2 separate regions of the Pan troglodytes genome follow, and region 1 is linked to region 2. A link is a contact called in public Hi-C data. All regions are on one chromosome and are shown on one strand. The core of a region is the stretch at or near the end of the contact, and the rest is flanking DNA. Distances in the headings are between cores, read along the strand shown. Region 1 holds the start of HEBP2 (heme binding protein 2). Region 2 holds the start of PERP (p53 apoptosis effector related to PMP22).

What was found. A called contact is a pair of places that touch in the nucleus more often than the background predicts.
Region 1: a contact with region 2 is called in a Hi-C map of stem cell-derived neural progenitor cells, with 5 times the contacts expected there. The contact joins the promoter of HEBP2 here to the promoter of PERP in region 2. A contact is called at or near these places in 4 of 7 Hi-C or Micro-C datasets (blood, induced pluripotent stem cells and stem cell-derived neural progenitor cells), 1 of 1 datasets of contacts at active chromatin or transcription factors (stem cell-derived excitatory neurons) and 1 of 1 other capture datasets (stem cell-derived neural stem cells).

Annotation. Positions count from the first base shown.
Region 1 is chr5:150,247,697-150,253,220 of NHGRI_mPanTro3-v2.0_pri, reverse strand. It overlaps HEBP2 (heme binding protein 2), which reads right to left and starts at 1,471. Exons shown (of 4, transcript XM_001158871.5): 1 at 1,096-1,471; 2 at 413-548. The coding sequence starts at 1,197.
Region 2 is chr5:149,952,168-149,957,103 of NHGRI_mPanTro3-v2.0_pri, reverse strand. PERP (p53 apoptosis effector related to PMP22) reads left to right here and starts at 1,985. Exons shown (of 3, transcript XM_016956382.4): 1 at 1,985-2,762. The coding sequence starts at 2,549.

The DNA.
Region 1 (5,524 bases), core at 222-2,721, 300 kb before region 2:
CTAACCATTCAGAAAATGAGGTCCCACAGGCTAAGAGACCTGCTAAAATATAAATAGCAGCAAAGCCAGAACAAAAGCTATGACTTGATGCTTCTAATCTTGGTACCTTCTTGCCTCCTGACGTCTCTGATCCTACCAGTCACCAAATTATCTTGAGGTGTTAGCCATAGAAAAGGACTTATCACGAGTTACACCAAACCCCAGTTCATCCAGCAAAATCAGAGAACAGAGGTTGAAAAGTAATACCCAGTGTAACCCTGGTCCTGAGGAGTCTTGTCTGAAAACAAGACAAGTCTTTGATGACTTGCTTATTTTTCCATTATAAAGGATATTTCTTTAATAAGCTAAAACTCAATAATAAGCCCGGGGACTCTTTCACAATATGCATAATTACAAGGAAAACTGATTTTACCTTTCTCGTTTTTGCCTTGAATGTAGCTGTTCAGTTTCGTAAAGCCCGTCTGGATGGCTGAATCCCAGTCCATAGACTCCACGGACGTGCTGACCCACTTGGCTGGTCCATAGTGTCGGATCTCATAACTTCCGGGCTAAAGTGGAACAGAGAAAACTTCGAGAAGCAATTCTAAGAGGGTAGGAGTGAGATGCAAAAATACCGGTGCCATGATCTCGGGTCGACCTGGAGCCGGCCTGTCTAAGGGCTGCACCGCCCCGGGGTCCGGCCTGAGGTCCCCGCTCCTTAGGTCTGGGAGGTTCCCCTCCACGAGGTTCCCCTCCTTGCGATTAGGGACCGCAGCGGCCCCAACCCCACACGCTGGGGACTCGATTCACACTTTCAGACAAGCATCTATTACACCCCCTCGGTTCGGAGGGTTCCACCGCGCGTTCTGGGACGTAACCAGTTCCTCCCCGCCCCACCACCCCGCAAAGACAAGAAATTGAGATGGGACCTGCACTGGGGGTAGGGGGGAGGGTAGAGCTAAATGACCGGGGTTTCTCGTTTGCGTAGCATAGGGGGTAGGGACTGGGACCATTTAAAAAATTGTGCTTTTTACTTAACTCTATGGGACCCGCTGGCCTCACTGCAAATCAGCCGGAAGGCGGGCCCAGCCCCTCCGCTCCCGAGTCGGCGCCTACCTGGGGGCCGGCGTCCTCTGGGGCCTTCCAGCCCGGCGTCTCCACAGCTTGGACCGCCGCGTCCTCGGCCGCCCCGGGGTCTGGCTGGAGCGGCTCGGCCATGGGCGGCGCTGACGCTCTGGGAGCCTGGTCAGCCGCGCAGAGGCCCCGCACCCCGGGCCGCCCCGCCTGCGTGTGCGCGCCCCGCCGAGGCCCCGAGTCCCCGTTCCGCAGACCCGGTCCCTCCTCCCGGCCGGGCTGGAGACCCGAGCCCACCCGATGCGTCTGCCTCTGGACCGCGAGGGGGCGCCCCCACCAAGGCGGGGCCGGCTCACGACCCCGGACAGCTCCGGCCGGAGTTGCGCGTCCTGCCCCCGCCCCTCCGCGGCGACAGGGAGCCGCACCTCGCTTCGGCCCGCCTTCTTTTGAGGCACTTCCCGCCCCCGCCCCGCCTTTGTTTTTGAAGGAAAGGCACACACAGGTGGCCCCGCGGGCAGTAGGGGGTGGCGCTGTTTCTGTGCAACCGGTTTGGGAGCCTCTGCCGCGGCCCCGCCCGCGCTGGGAACCGCGGGCGCTGAGCCGCCTCGAGGGTGTCCCAGCGCACCGCAGGCAGAGAAAGGCCGGAGGTGGCGGCTGGCGACCCGACCCCCGCGGCCCCTGCCCGCACTCCTGGGGATCAGCCAGGGCGAATGGCCGTACTCATCCCAAGAAGTTGTCCTAGGTCCCAGACAGCTTTCAGGGTCCCTTGCGGAGGAGGTGGTGGGACCACAGACATATGGAGAGAATCTGGAACTGTTCTGGTTTCTGAACTTTTCCCCGACAGGACCCCAGACCCTCTGAGTCATCCCCGCAGGCTTAACGAGACTCGGGGAGAGTTAGTGCCGAGGCCAGACACTAGTGCTTTTCAAGAATTTTGGTTACCAGGGCTTTCCCGAGCCGAGTGGGGTGCGGCTCTGTTCCCCAGCACCCCCTTTCCGCCGGCCAGGCCGACTCCGCGTTACTGTCCCCTGCGGCGGGGACCCGGCACGGCTCCGGCGCCCCCCAGAGGACTCCCATCGTGGGCAGCCAGAGCTCCGAGGCTCTCCGGGGCGACGTGACCGCCGCAGAGGCAGCAGGCACTCCCCACGCGAAAGCCAACGGACAGGAGGGTGGCCACGTGAAAAGCAATGGTGACATCCCCCAAGGGTGAAGGGGAGTAGGCCCCTGTGAACAGAAGAGGCAGCCGGGACCATTGGCAATGCCATGGAGCCAGCACCCCCTAGCCAGGGTGCTGAGGCCAAAGGGGAGGCTCCCTCCCTCGCAAGGAGACTTCCAAGAAGACGAAATTGCCTTTCAAGGCCAGGCACGGTGGCTCACGCCTGTAATCCCTTCATTTTGGGAGGCCAAGACAGGGGTGATCGCTTGAGCCCAAGAGTTCGAGACCAGACTGGGCAACATGGCGAAAACCCGTCTCTACAAAAATACAATAAAATAGCGTTGATAGTATAGTGGAGAGCATAGCTGCCTTCCAAAAAAAAAAAAAAAAGCTGAGTGTGCTGGGGTTGTGATCTCAGCTACTCGGGAGGCTGAGGTGGGAGGATCGGCTTGAGCCTGGGGAGGTCGAAGCTGCAGTGAGCCGAGATCGCGCCACTGCACTCTAGCTTGGGTAACAGAGTGATACCCTGTCTAAAATAAATAAATAAATAAATAAATAAATAAATAAATAAATAAATAAATAAATAATTCTCTTTCAAGAAGGGTTTCTAAGAGCAGCTTGTCCTTCAAGAGAAATGGGAAGGAGGGTGGGGTGATTATTCTGCCTCCTCACCTATGGAGGAAGAACAGGAGTGGGGGAAGATCAATGCCTGCAGCGACAAGGGCGCTGCCCAGGAAGGGAAGGCTGTTGCCACCCCTGAGAGCCAGGAGCCTCAGGCCAAGGGCGCAGAGGCAGTACTGCCTCAGAAGAAGAGGCAGGGCCCCAGGCTACAGAGCTGTCCACTCCCTTGGGGCGGAGAGTGGCCCTACACCAGCCCACGCTGAGCAGAATGAGTAGCTGGGTGGGCCAGGTGGGTGATCTCTAAGCTGCAAAAACTGCTGTTCTTGTGAGGTTACTGCCTGGACCTGGTGCCCTGGCTGCCCTCCTGTGCCCAGAAAGGAAGGGGCTATTGCATCCTACCAGCTACATTCCCTTTCCTTCTCTCCCTCCTGTGGATTCTCCAATCGGCCATGTGGCTTTCCTCGTAAGGCTAGTTGAAGACGGTCCCCCACAGCCTCCCAAGTTAGATTAGTGATATGAAATGTGCCTTTCCCTGGCCCTGCCTCCTTCCCTGTCCCCAGCCCTGCAGAAGGCAATTTTTGGTTTTCTTCCCCAATTCTTTTCCAAGTAGGTTTTGTTTACCCTACTCCCCAAATCCCTGAGCCAGAAGTTGGGTGCTTAAACTCCCAAACCTCGAGGGTCCGGCCTCCCCGCTTTTGAGTTTTTACTCTGGTGCTGTGCCTAGTGGCACCTGGGCCGGGCAGGGGGGCACTGCCCTGCCTAGGGTTCTATTCAAGTTCAAACCTTCAGCTTGTGAATCAACTGTGTCTCTTTTTTGACTCGGTAAGCACATATTAGGCTTTGGGGCCAGGGAGAGGTCTGTAATGTGAAATAACTTCTTCTTGCCTTTTCTTCTCTCATTTTTATGAATAACTTTTAATGGCCAAACCCCAGATTTGTATTCTTTTTTTTTCTAACTGCTACAACCATTCTCTTCCACCTGGTTTTATTATAACAATTGGAAAAGGAATAAATATCCCTTAAATTTTTTTTTGTTAGATGTATTCTTTATTTTTTCCAAGAGATTTATTAAGATATAATTCATATACCATATAGTTCACCCATTTAAAGTGTACTAGTCAATGGTTTTTAGGATCTTTAGAGCTGGGCAACCATCATCATCACAAGGTGAGAACATTTTCATCACTTCCCACCCTTAAAGAAACTCTATAACCTTTAGCCACCACCTCCCAATTCCCCCTTCCCTATGCCTAGACAACTACTAGTTTGTTCTCTGTCTCTATAGTTTTGTCTATTTGGAACATTTCATATGAATGGACTCATAATAGTATGTGGTCCTTTGTGACTGGTTTATTTAACTTGGCAAAGTGTTTTCAAGGTTCATCTGTGTTGTGGCAGGTACTCCATTTCTTTTTATAGCTGATTAATAGTCCATTGGATAAACATTTTATTTATCAACTGATCAGATGAGGGACATTTGGGCCATTTTCAACTTTTGGCTATTATAAATAAAGCTGCTCTACATGTTTATGTACATGTTTCTGTGTGCATGTATGTTTTCATGTCTCTTGGGTAAATATCTAGGAGTGGAAGTTCTGGGTCAAATGGTAACTCTATGTTTAACTTTTTGAGAAACTGCCAGACTGTTTTTTCGCCACTTCACATTCTCACTAACAAGGTATGAGCATTCTATTTCTCCACATCCCCATCAACACGTGTTTTTATCTGGCTTTTGGATTATAATCATCCTAGTGGGTGTATGCTATGGTTTGAATGTTCATCTCTTCAGAAACTCATGTTGAAACTGAATCCCCAATAGGTCAGTATTGAAAGATGGGGCCTTAAGAGGTGATTGAGTGATGAGGGCTCTGAAATTAATCCATTCATGGGTTAATGGGTTAATGGATTATTGGGTTAGCACAAGAATGGGACTTGTGGTTTTATAAGAGGAAGAAGAGAGACCTGTGCTAGCACACTGAGCCCCGTCACCATGTAATGCTCTGTGCTGTCACGGAACTCTGAAGAGAGTCCCCACCAGCAGGAAGGCCCTCACCAGATGTGGCCCCTTGACCTTGAACTTCCCAACCTCCATAACTATAGGAAATAAATTCTTTTTATTTATAAATTACCCAGATTCAGATTTTCTGTTATCAGCAATAGAAAATAGACTAAAACAGTGCACCTGGTGCTTTAAAATATTTTTTGAGATATGATTCGCATAGCATCAGTCACTATTTTAAAGTGTACAATTCAGTGGTTTTTAGTATATTCACTGTGTTGTACAAACATCATTACTACTATCTAATTCTAATTATAGAACATTCCGTCAGTCCAAACAGAAACTCCATGTAGCTTAGCAGTCACTCTTCATCTCCCTTGCCCCAACCCCTTGCAGCCACTAACCTACTTTCTGTCTCTATGGATTTGCCTCTTCTGGATATTTCGTACAAATGGAATCATGTATTATAATATGTGATATTTAGGCCAGGTGTGGTCACTCAAGCCTGTAATCCCAGCACTTTGGGAGGCCGAGGAGGGCGGATCACCCGAGGTTGGGAGTTCGAGACCAGCCTGGCCAACATGGAGAAACCCCATCTCTACTAAAAGTACAAAATTAGCCAGGCGTGGTGGCGCATGCCTGTAATCCCAGCTACTCGGGAGGCTGAAGCAGGAGAATCGCTTGAACCTGGGAGG
Region 2 (4,936 bases), core at 736-3,235:
TATTATTATTACTATTACTTTCTACCAGTTTTTATTTTTAAAATTATTTATTTATATATTTTTGTTGGTAACAGTCATTGGTTTTATAACCATAACCCCAAATTAGAAAAAGAAAACCTTTTTCTTTATGGTGATAGTTTCATGGGTATGTACTTATCTTCAAATTCGTCAAGTTGTATATATTAAATATATACACTTTTTTGTATGTCAGTCAAGCCTCAATTTAAAAAAAACTTTCTGTAGGTACAATTTACATTTTTGCCAAGTGCTCAGTGCTCAGGCGCAATCCCTACATTGTCCAGCAGGGGGAACTATCCAACTGCCTACTGTTCTCTATGAGCCATCATTTTATGAATATGGCTAGGATGAATGATTGCATTGTCTAAAATAACTTAGTCACTTACAGTTGGTATTCACCTATAGAATTTGCCCTTTAGAAACATGGACATTCCCCTCTTTCAATGTTCAAAAGTGGAAAACCTATATGAAAAATCATCATCATCATCATCAACCCTTACTACATGCAGGAACTTTCTTGAGCACTTTAGATGGATTTGCTCTTTTAACAATCATTAAAACACTGAGGTTAGCACTGTCTGTCTTACAGATGAGGAAATGGAGGCAAAAAAACTGAACTAACCTGCCCAGTGTCACACAGCGAATACGAGAAAGCGTGTAAACCTGAACCATCCGGTTCCAGAGTCTGCACCACATGTTGGGTATATTATTGTTGGAAACCCACCAGGGTCAATGTGGTCTCTTCTAGAAATTGTGAAGAGCTAATCTCTTTGTGTTCACCTCAGCATTAATGAGCTCTTTTCCTCAAGCCCATCGGAAATGGTTTCATTGAATAACAAAAATAAATTATATATATCAAGTCCAAAATTATTCAGAGATATTAAGATGCCTGCAAAACTCTCATTTTGTCTGAAGCCACTTTGCTTCTGGTCAGTATTTGACTTATAAGAAATTTTTTTTCTCACAAATATATTATACATAGCTAATTAAACAAATATCTTCATTACTTTTGAAAACCCTGAGAACATAAATATCAGCATTTTCTTCACACAGCTTCCACGATACAAAGTTAACTTTTGGCAGAACACCCTCTTGTGTTCTTTGAAAGTGAAAATATTTTCCTATAATAAAAATATAGGACGTGGTTTATGTAAAACTTGAATTATGTAAAATGAAGGCTAGGGAAATTATTTCATGTATTTTCAGATACTTTCTCCATGCTTTTATTTGTCCTCAAGAATTGCCAGAAAATGGCATAAGTCAAAAGAGTATTCTGTTTCTATTGAGAATATCAAATTGGAATACAATTTAAAATATTTTTAAGTAGTTCCCACTTTTATATTAAATTAACAGAAAACACAGGGGATTCAGAAGAAATCTTTGGAGGTACAGGGTTAAGACATGACCCCCATACGATGTTTCAGTGATTTTCCCAAGGCCACCGAGGTGCCTGACACTGAGAACTCCTTTGTCCTCAGCGGCACACCTGGCTGCCACCCCACCCTTCCTGTCACACCTTAGGAGTCAGGACTGTGACGGGAGCTAGCCCAGGACACCGAAGGGGGGATCCTAAATGCAGGTTGCATGCTGACGTATGATTTTTATTTGGAAAAACCTCAAAATAGTAAATGAAGAGTAGAGAGAGTGCAGTTTAAATAGGTAGAGATTCGTGATAGGAAGTGGACTGCAGCAGAGGCGACATGAAATTATCTGGGGAAGCCAGATGAAGCCTTTCCGAAAGGAAGCGAGCATTTGTTAAATTACATGTTCATTCATCAAATTCACTGAGCTCTCCTTGAGATCCAAGCACGGTGCCGGACACTAAGGATACACAGATAAATTCAGCATCGCCTCCGCTTTCCAAAATCTGGCAACCCAGCAGGAAAGAATAGCATGCAGAGATAAGAGTACCCGGGGAGCCACGGTCCAAGGTGCAAAGGCGGAGCCTAGGAGGAAGGGATCACCTGTGTCAGCAGGGGTCAGGGACGGGCTTCTGGGTTTGGGTGCACGCGTCCAAAGGAGTGCAGCCTTTATCCACAGGTGCAATTAGAACACCCATCTCACACTGCTGAAAACTCAGATATGGCACTGCTGACCACCGCCCCACGATGCGACATCAGGGGTCAGATATTAGGCTGGCGCTGTGCAGATAAACAAGTGTATATGTTGGTGCGCCAGGAAGATAAAACTCGCGCCTGGAGAGGACCAGGTGAGCGGGACTGGAGGCTTGTGGGACGCGCGGGACCCTCGGGCCGCCTTCCGCCGCCGCCCGGTGTCACCCGAGCCCCACCTGTTTACCAGCGGCCCCGCCCGCCCCGGCCCGGCCGGGCAGGTCGGGGCGGGCGCGCTCTGAGTCACCGGAATCTAGGTGGGGCCGCCCGGAGCGGCGTCCTCGGGAGCCGCCTCCCCGCGGCCTCTTCGCTTTTGTGGCGGCGCCCGCGCTCGCAGGCCACTCTCTGCTGTCGCCCGTCCCGCGCGCTCCTCCGACCCGCTCCGCTCCGCTCCGCTCGGCCCCGCGCCGCCCGTCAACATGATCCGCTGCGGCCTGGCCTGCGAGCGCTGCCGCTGGATCCTGCCCCTGCTCCTACTCAGCGCCATCGCCTTCGACATCATCGCGCTGGCCGGCCGCGGCTGGTTGCAGTCTAGCGACCACGTCCAGACGTCCTCGCTGTGGTGGAAATGCTCCCAAGAGGGCGGCGGCAGCGGGTCCTACGAGGAGGGCTGTCAGAGCCTCATGGAGTATGGTGAGTGCCCGCCCGCCGCCGCCGCCGCCGCCTCCAGGAAGCCCTCGGGGCCGCGGCCTGCAAAAGCCGCCGCGCGTGGTGGGCCCTCACAGGGTCGGGGGAGCCAGTGCTTTTCAGAATGCCTGTTTAGGACGAGCTCGGGCTCATGCATCCGACCTGAACCAAATGCAGCAGCAGTAGCTTTGGGTGGCCAACATCAAGCTCAGAAACAGAAAAAAAAAAAAAAAAAAAAAGGCCGTAGTTCAAACTGTACAGTTTTTTTCCTGGGTTTTGTCGGTTACGTACGAAAGATTATTTCAAGCATTGCAAGTTTAGATGAGTAAATATAATGAACAAAGTTTCTTGGAGACCTGAAATTTCTTCCCATTTCTCTTCCTTCTCTTGTTTCTTCTTATGATTAAAATATAAATATTGAAATAACGTGCCTTCCCTAATATCAGTGGATTCGTTCAACTTGATATAGCTGAAAAAACTTTCTCATTTAAAAAAGCCCTTTCAGGCAGTTTTAGCAGTTAACGTTTTCAATAGATATTTCAGTCTACTTTACCGGTCAGGCTAGTTCTTGTTAGCTCTTGTTCTAGGGCGTGTCCTTCGGTTTAAGCATGGCATTGTTGTTTAGAAAACTTAATTATTTTAATCCGATTTGAAATCTAAAAAGCAAACACATTCCCTACACTCGCGACGTGAAGCAGAGTTGACAAATTTAATGTACCTGGCAGGTGAAGTACTGTATGCCATTTTCCCAGCATGGAGGAAGCTCCCTGCTTGCCTTGTTGAAAGTCAGGACTGGAGCATAGTTCTTGTCTGAGAAGGCATTTTCTTTCACAGTGGGAAGCCCCCTCTCCTTGCCTAGGGGTGGATGGGAATCACAGCTGGGGTCTACTGTGATTAGCAATGTGTGTGGGGGTGGAGATGGGGTCTGTGAGAGCCTAATAAAACCTTAAAGCCAAATGGGCTTTACCTACCGGGTTTAATAGTTTTAAACACAGAAAGCAAGCTACCCTGCCTGTTTTCATTTCTTACTATTACCATTGACTTGATTTTTTTCTTTGAAGTGGCCCAGGGCTTCCAACCCAATCCTGTTTATTTGTGTTTCCGGGGGACTATATCAGCAACTTGGTGCCCTTTCTTTTGTGTAATCCTTTGGACGTCACTTCTCCACAAAAGGAAGCATGGTCCCCATTAGCCAGGTAATAAAATGTAAACACTGCAGAAAATTCCAGCTTTCCTTACAGTTTGTGTGTTTTCTTCTCTGAAAACCCGTACAATCCTGTGCCAGCTCAGGTTTGTATCATCTCCAGTCTTTTAGGTTTTTAAAGTGAATTAATTGTTTTTTGAAATAATGTACCTCTATCTTCTAGTTAAAATGCATCTGAACTCAGTCTCTTCTAGAGGACCTAACAGATCTGCCTGTGTGTTTTTAAACATACTTTGATAATTATACCCTACTCCAAAGACTAATGCAGACCCAAAGTATACGCAGTAATCCTCCACATATAAAGTAAGACCAGTGTGCCTTTGACTGGTGGCGGGGATATTGGCAGAACTATGATCAGTGCTACTGACGGGACATGATTTGACCTGCAAGGCTCTGGCTGTGACCACAGCCCTCTTGTGAAACATGCACAATGCCATTTTTATTTTTCTTGACTTGCAGGATGAGCTCACCTTTTCAGGGTGTGGCTGTTCCACCTTAGACTGATACAGTGCTTTGTATATGGAAGGCAATAAGCAGGTTTTTTTTCTTAGTTTGGTTGAATTTTTAATTAGAAGTCTAAATGTCAATTTTTTTCATTGTAAAGAAAACACTAACCAGTGTATAGTTTATAATTCAGTTTGACATAGAAATTGGTCCTTGGAAAAGCTGGATTTTCTAAGTGGATCTTGAAAAATCTGTTTATAATGCAGCATGACTGATTTTCGTAAATGGTAGTAGCTTTAACAACTCAATTTAGTTATTCCTGCTACCTTTGCAAAGGTAATTAAGTGCCAGTAATGCATTACACACGGCTCTTGCTCAAGATCTAGAATCAAATCATGAATCTGGGATCTGCTGTCATGAAGTGGCTGTGGGAAGAAGACAGCAGATATGGAGCTACCTCTGGCCGTTGTAGTCAAAGATGAGTTTAAGAGCTTATTATACGTCTGTCTCATCGCCTGCATGCACATTGGCT